2 separate regions of the Sus scrofa genome follow, and region 2 is linked to region 1. Evidence: chromatin contacts called from public Hi-C data. All regions are on one chromosome and are shown on one strand. The core of a region is the stretch at or near the end of the contact, and the rest is flanking DNA. Distances in the headings are between cores, read along the strand shown. Region 1 holds the start of IGFBP6 (insulin like growth factor binding protein 6). Region 2 holds the start of ESPL1 (separin).

What was found. Hi-C and Micro-C count contacts between places; a contact is called where the count stands out from the background.
Region 2: a Hi-C map of epiblast stem cells shows a contact between it and region 1, with 7 times the contacts expected there. The contact joins the promoter of ESPL1 here to the promoter of IGFBP6 in region 1. A contact is called at or near these places in 1 of 47 Hi-C or Micro-C datasets (epiblast stem cells) and 1 of 2 datasets of contacts at active chromatin or transcription factors (alveolar macrophages).

Annotation. Positions count from the first base shown.
Region 1 is chr5:18,352,030-18,355,270 of Sscrofa11.1, forward strand. IGFBP6 (insulin like growth factor binding protein 6) reads left to right here and starts at 1,262. Exons shown (of 4, transcript NM_001100190.1): 1 at 1,262-1,750. The coding sequence starts at 1,423.
Region 2 is chr5:18,485,701-18,488,960 of Sscrofa11.1, forward strand. ESPL1 (separin) reads left to right here and starts at 1,269. Exons shown (of 32, transcript XM_013986230.2): 1 at 1,269-1,486; 2 at 1,850-1,943; 3 at 2,126-3,184. The coding sequence starts at 1,863.

The sequences.
Region 1 (3,241 bases), core at 12-2,511:
TATTTACCTAAAAGTTCAGGAAGCCCTTGCTGACATGCTTGCTTGGGGGCCCAGAATTTAAACTTAGTCATTGCCCAGAGCCCTTGTTTTAGGAAAGAATGAGATGGCCGCTGTTGCGTAACCCAGGCCTGCGGGGGGATGTGGGCTGCCCAAGGAAACCTTCCTTCCTCCTCCCTCTAGGAACGAAGGCTCCGCAAGGAGGGCTGGGGTGGGCGGGGCACCGCCTGGAGCTGGGCGGGGCGGGGTGGGGGCGGTGGGGTAGACGGACCCCGGGAGAGAGAGCCCCGGGAGCGGGCAGACAGGAACGCACAGGCCAGTCCCCGTCCCACGTGCCTCCTGGGCACAACACAGCCTCAATAGTCCAGAAAACCCAACCGGTGATACCGGGTGAGGGCGGGGGGCGGGGGCAGATTCGAGGAAAGGAGAGGAACCGAGGGGCGGGCTGACCTGGATGAAGGACGGGGTGGGGTGAGGGCTGCTCTCTGGCCGCTGTCCCTAAGAGCCCCCAGAGGATGGGTTCTTCTAAATCCCTCCCCCTATACTCCGTGTCCCTACCTCCCAAAGGTTCAGCCAGTTCTGCTGCACACTAGGGGGCGGGGGCGGGGAGGGGGCTGCAATCCTTCCAGGCTTCCCCCGCCCCACCACCAGGCTGGGATTTCCGACAGTTCATTCAAGACGTGCCTCCCCCTCCATCCCCCCACGCCACCCTTTGCTTCCCCCGACCCCTTCCAGCATCTTACCCCAGTCTGGTCCCCAACACCCGCCTCCCCCTCAGTCACCTCTCTGGGAGACCTTCCCTAGCCCCTCCCTCCGCTTTGCTCTTCCTCTCCTCTCCCTCGGTTTACTTTCTCCCATCAGCAGTTGGTTCTCCCAAGAGTCCTTTCTCCATCATCTGCGCCTCTTTCTTTCCTTTCGCCCACGTCCCTCTCATGACCCCCCCACACCATGGCTTCTCCGTCCACTTAAATCCGTCACCTTCTCACTCCCCACCGGAATCCCCAGTGTCTCCTTCAGCCTCGACACACAGACCACTCGAAACGGGTTTCAGGTTTTCCCCTTCATCCCAACTCCCATCCTCTTCTTCCACCCCTCCCCACGCTCCAGTGCCGCCAGCCAGCTGTCCAGCTCCCAAATTCCGGGCGAGATTCCCGGGAACAAAGCAAGAAAAATCAGCGTAATTTGGGAAATAAACAGAAGCTGGGAAGGGAGGAGGTAGAGAAGAGTGGGGAGGACCCAGGTGGAGGGGGGGCCTCTCCAGTCCCACCCAGTTTAGGGAATGCCCCTGCCTTCTCCACCCCCCCTTCACCTGGCTCTTAAAGGGCCCGGCCCCCGCCGGCGGCTACTTAAGGCAGAGGGGCGGCGGCGGGCAGCAGCTGCGCTTCGGCTGCTCTGGGAAGAGTGGAAGGGGCAAAAATCCCGATCATGATCCCCCACAGGCTGCTGCCGCCACTGCTGCTAACTCTGTTGCTCGCTGCCCGCCCAGGAGGCGCCCTGGCACAGTGCCCGGGCTGTGGGCAGGGGGTGCAGACGGGTTGTCCAGGGGGCTGCGCGGAGGAGGAGGACGGGGGACCGCCAACGGAGGGCTGTGCGGAAGCTGGGGGCTGTCTCAGGAGGGAAGGGCAGCAGTGCGGGGTCTACACTCCTAACTGCGCTCCAGGACTGCAGTGCCAGCCGCCGGAGGAAGATCAGGCGCCTTTGCGGGCGCTGCTGCTGGGCCGGGGCCGCTGTCGCCGGGCTCGCACGCCCTCGGGTGAGTCCGCGCCCCGCCCCTGCCCCGCCCACGTGAGACCCGCAGATCTGCAGACAGGGTCCTGGAGGGATGCACGACGGCACTACTGCAAGCCTCAGTGTCTTGCAAGTCTGCAGAATGATGCTTCCTCCTCCAATCCTGGAGCGCACATTTTTCCGGGAGAAGCTAGAGGTCTAGGGTGCGGCCAGGGGCCCTGCGGATAAAGCAGGGAGGTGTCAGCCACCAATGCTTTTTTTGTCCCCTCTATTGTCTCTTGAGGAGAAAGGTTTAGGGACATACCACAGCGGCCCAGCTCCTTCAGCCCTAGACCTCCAAGCTGGAGAAAGGACCCCGATATTGTTTCCAGGTTCCACTTAGAGAAAGAGGGAAGATAACTCCAGGCTCCCAAATCCTGCACACACTGAAAGATATCTCCTCTTAATATCAGAGGGGCCAAAGCACCTGGACATGGGATAGAGAATAGAAGATGGCTCAAATCCAGAGTTGTTTCAGACTAGACTAGGGACAGAGGGCAGGGGCTGGGGACCCCTACAGGGAGGGGGCGGAAGGGGGGAGGCTAGGATAGAGGTGGGAAAAGAAGGAATCTGCCAGATCCAGAGTTATGATTTAAAGCTTCTCATAACCCTCCACCCATCCCACCCCACCCTAACCCAGACAGGAGAATAGAAGGCTGAGTCATTGGGTGGGTGGGACAGAAGTGAGTCAGAACCTGAAAGATGGGGGGAAGCAGGGAGTTGGGGAGAGCAGGAAATGAGAATGGCCCCCACCCCAGGGGCATCTGGGGTTTCTTTGAAGGGAAAGGATGGCAAATCAACTTGATTTTTCTTTCATTCCGAAAGGCTTGGGTCCAGGCTGCTAGGGGTCCTCCTAGAAAGGGTTGATCTGGGTGGGTCAAAGGAGGGACCCGGAGCATGGTCACAGTAGGATGCTGAATAGAGGGAATGAGGGACAAAGTCTGAGGAGTGTGGAGGATGAGGGGTCAGACTCAGGATTTGCAGCAGAAGTGGTTCTTGGGTTTGGAGGAGTAGGGGGAGCAACTGTCCAGGTTTGAGGGTCGGCGACTGAGCAGAGCTTGTCTTTGGACCTGGAGAGGGAAAGTCGGTCACTTCAGGGCTCATACGATCTCATTTTACAGCTGGGGCAAATTCCAAGCCGTGCCTGCTCTTCTCCCTGTCTTTTCTTCATCCTACTCCCGGACTCTCCCCTCCCATCCCAAGCTCTCCCCAAGCCCCCCAGTACCATGTGTGAAACTTTCTCCAGAGTCAGAAACAGCCTGAAGGCTGGAAGCCCCTCATCCCTGCACTTTTGCAACTTGCCTGCGCCCTCCCCCCCCCCCCTTAAGGGCTGAATCACACAGGCTCCTGGGACCAGTGGGGTTGAGCTGGGCTGAGCCTCAGGAAACCAGAAGAGAGAGGCCCCACTGCAGCGCCCCCAAAGTAACCATGTCTCAGGCCTGGGAAGGGTGGGCTGAATCACAGCAGGGTCACAGCG
Region 2 (3,260 bases), core at 19-2,518, 130 kb after region 1:
ATGGAGGTTCCCAGGCTAGGGGTCAAATTGGAGCTGTAGCTGCCAGCCTACACCACAGTCACAGCAATGCTGGGTCCTCAACCCACTAAGCGAGGCCAGGGATTGAACCTCTGTCCTCATGGATACTTGTCAGGTTCATTAACTGCTGAGCCAGGACAGGAACGCCAACACTGAAATTCTTTGTCATTGTTTTTCTGGTTGTTTTAAATAGTCTTCCCTGCTAGAGTTCCAGCTCCTAAAAGAGGCTAAAGATGATGAATGATAATAATAATAGTGAAGGATGAGTTATCCAATGGAGTTCATCAGGAAAAAGTTAATTGGAAGACCCAGAGTTTTGAACTGATTGTTTAGTGGAGGAAGGGAAGAGATGCAGAGCCAACTGATGTGTGTGTTCGGGAAAAGAGTACTCATCCAATATAAGGCATTAAAAACTGTGCAATATTCAAGTGAGTGAGTTTTCCTAATTCTTCCCATCATCACTCACAATCTTCTACCCCACCCCTCTACCCTCTACCCCCAACCAGAAGATCCTCTGCCTCGCTCAAACAATTCAACTGATGAGAGGAGCAAGGCTGGACCGCAGAGAGAGTTGTTAGTCGCCACAGTACTCATGCCAGTACCCCCGGAAAACTGTATTTTAACAGAATTCCTTGAAAGGCTACACCCTTTTTTCTTAGTAACCCAAACCGCAAGTTTCCAAGTAAGTTCTTTTTCTTTTTCTTTTTTTTTCTTTTTTTTTTTGTCTTTTTAGGGCCGCACCCAGGCATACAGAAGTTCCCAGGCTAGGGGTCAAATCTGAGCTGTAGCTGCTGGCCTACGCCACAGCCACATCATTGCCAGACTCCAGCAGTGTCTGCGACCTACACAACAGTTCACTGCAACGCTGGATCCCTAACCCACTGAGCCAGGCCAGGGATGGAACTTGCGTCCTCATGGATGCTAGTCAGATTCCAGATTCGTTTCCCCTGAGCCACCAAGGTAACCCCCCCACTAAGTTCTTTTTGTTGTCTAACCTATTTCTCTCTTCTGGAAATTTAAACTTTTTCCCAGCTCTGAAGATAAAGGGAAAGAGAAGGAGACGGGGGCGCTGGCCTTCACTGAAGGGGCTGGACTTCACCGTAGGGGCAACCAGCAGCTGACCAGAAGGGGGAAAAAAAACGAAAAAAAAAAAGAGAGAGAAAACCCGCGCCCCCAAGAGGCCTTAACTCCCACGGCATTGGGACACCGCCAGCCGGCGTCACGTGACGACGCACCGCGGCGGGTAAACTACAACTCCCAGCGTGCCGCGCGGCCCGCCGGCGTTACGCAGCTCTCGCTGATTGGTCGCTGGGAATATTTGAAAGGAGGGGCTGGCGCGGAAAACGAAGGGTACATTTTGGATCCTTACCGAGTTCTCTGTGTAGTGGGTAAGTCCTGCTTCTGGGAAGGAGGACGGTCTCTGAGACCCGAAGGCCTGAAGGCCTCATGAGCGTGTGTATGCGCTGAGGTGAGTGGGGTCCCAGCGCTGACTTGAGGAAGAGGCCGGGCGTCAGGAGGGTCGGGAGCCCGCCGCAAGTCCTGGTGGGCGCTGAAGAGCTGGGTGGAGGCCTCCGGTGTGGGCCGTAGGTTGGTGGGAAGGGTAGTGAGGCTGGGGACCGGCCAGGAGGAAGGAAGAGAGGAAGCGTCGGTTTATAACGGGAGCCTGGAGTCCTGGCATGGGCTTTTTTTCCGGTAGGATTTCTGAGGGGATTCTTTGCGCCCCCGCCCGCCCCGCCGCCGCCTTCCGAGGCCTTCGAGCCCTTCTCCCGCCCTTCATTTACCTCCTTTACAAATCTTCTCAGCCTTCCTTAATCCGTTTCCTTTCTCCTAGCCCCCTCGGCACCATGAGGAGCTTCAAAGGAGTCAACTTTGGGACTTTGCTAAGCAGTCCAAAGGAGGCTGAAGAGTTGCTGCCTGACTTGAAGGTGGGCGTGCTGGCTGGCTGTGGGTACATACACCTGGCTTCCCAAGCTGCGCTGTTTGTTTTTTAACTGGTTTGAAAAGACGGATGAATAGGAGATCCTCTTCTGAGCAATCCCATTTCTAGTTCCCTTCCCTATTCTTTTTCTCCTTTGGTAGCCCCATTCACATCTTCCTCTTCTCCTAGGAGTTCCTGTCCAAGCTTCCAGTTGGTTCTCCCAGCTGTCGGTCTGATGCGGAGAGGAGACAGACTTGTGATGCTGTCCTGAGGGCTTGCAACCAGCAACTGACTGTCAGGCTGGCTTGCCCTGAGCACCTAGGGAGCCTGCTGGAGCTGGCAGAGCTGGCTTGCGATGGCTACTTGAGGTCTACCCCCCAGCGCCCACCCCTCTATCTGGAACGAATTCTTTTCATCTTTCTGCGAAATGTTGCCGCACAGGGAATCCCAGAGGCCACACTCCGGCTTGCTCAGCCCCTCCATGCCTGCATGGTGCAGTGCTCTCGCCAAGCTGCTCCTCAGGACTATGAAGCTGTGGCTCGGGGTAGCTTTTCTCTGCTTTGGAAGGGGGCAGAAGCCCTGGTGGAGCCGCGAGTGGCGTTCTCAGCTCGGCTGAAGGCCTTGAGCTTTCTAGTACTCTTGGAGGATGAAAGCACCCCTTGCGAAGTTCCCCACTTTGCTTCTCCAACAGCCTGTCGAGTGGTAGCTGCCCATCAGTTATTTGATACCAGTGGACATGGTCTGAATGAAGCAGATGCGGATTTCCTAGATGACCTGCTCTCCAGACATGTGGTCAGAGCCTTGGTGGGTGAGGGAGGGGACTCTCCTGGTCCCCTTTCCTCCCAGAAGGCCCTCTGTCTCTTGGAGCTCACCCTGGAACACTGCCGTCGCTTCTCCTGGAGCCACCACTATGCCAAGGCCACCAGGGCAGTGGAGAAGGCCCATGATTACCTAAAGAACACCAGTCTGGCCCCCAGCCTCCAGCTATGCCAGCTGGCAGTCGAACTGCTGCAGGTTGGAGAGGGAGGACCCCAGGCGGTGGCCAAGCTTCTGATCAAGGCATCAGCTGTCCTAAAGAACTGTATGGAGGCACCGTCACCCCCGCTGCGAGCATTGTGTGACAGCTGCCAGTTCTTCCTCTCAGCCTTGGAGCGAGGCACGAAGAGGTGCTATGGACCTGATGCTGTACTCAGCCTCTTTGCTTTTCTTGGAAGCTACTGTTCCCTCATCCGGCAGCTGCAGGATGGTGTGAGTTAAGGACCAGGAGGTAGGGTGGGAAGGTGGCTCTGTGGACTTTCTGTCAGGCTCTGATCTTTGATAAGAT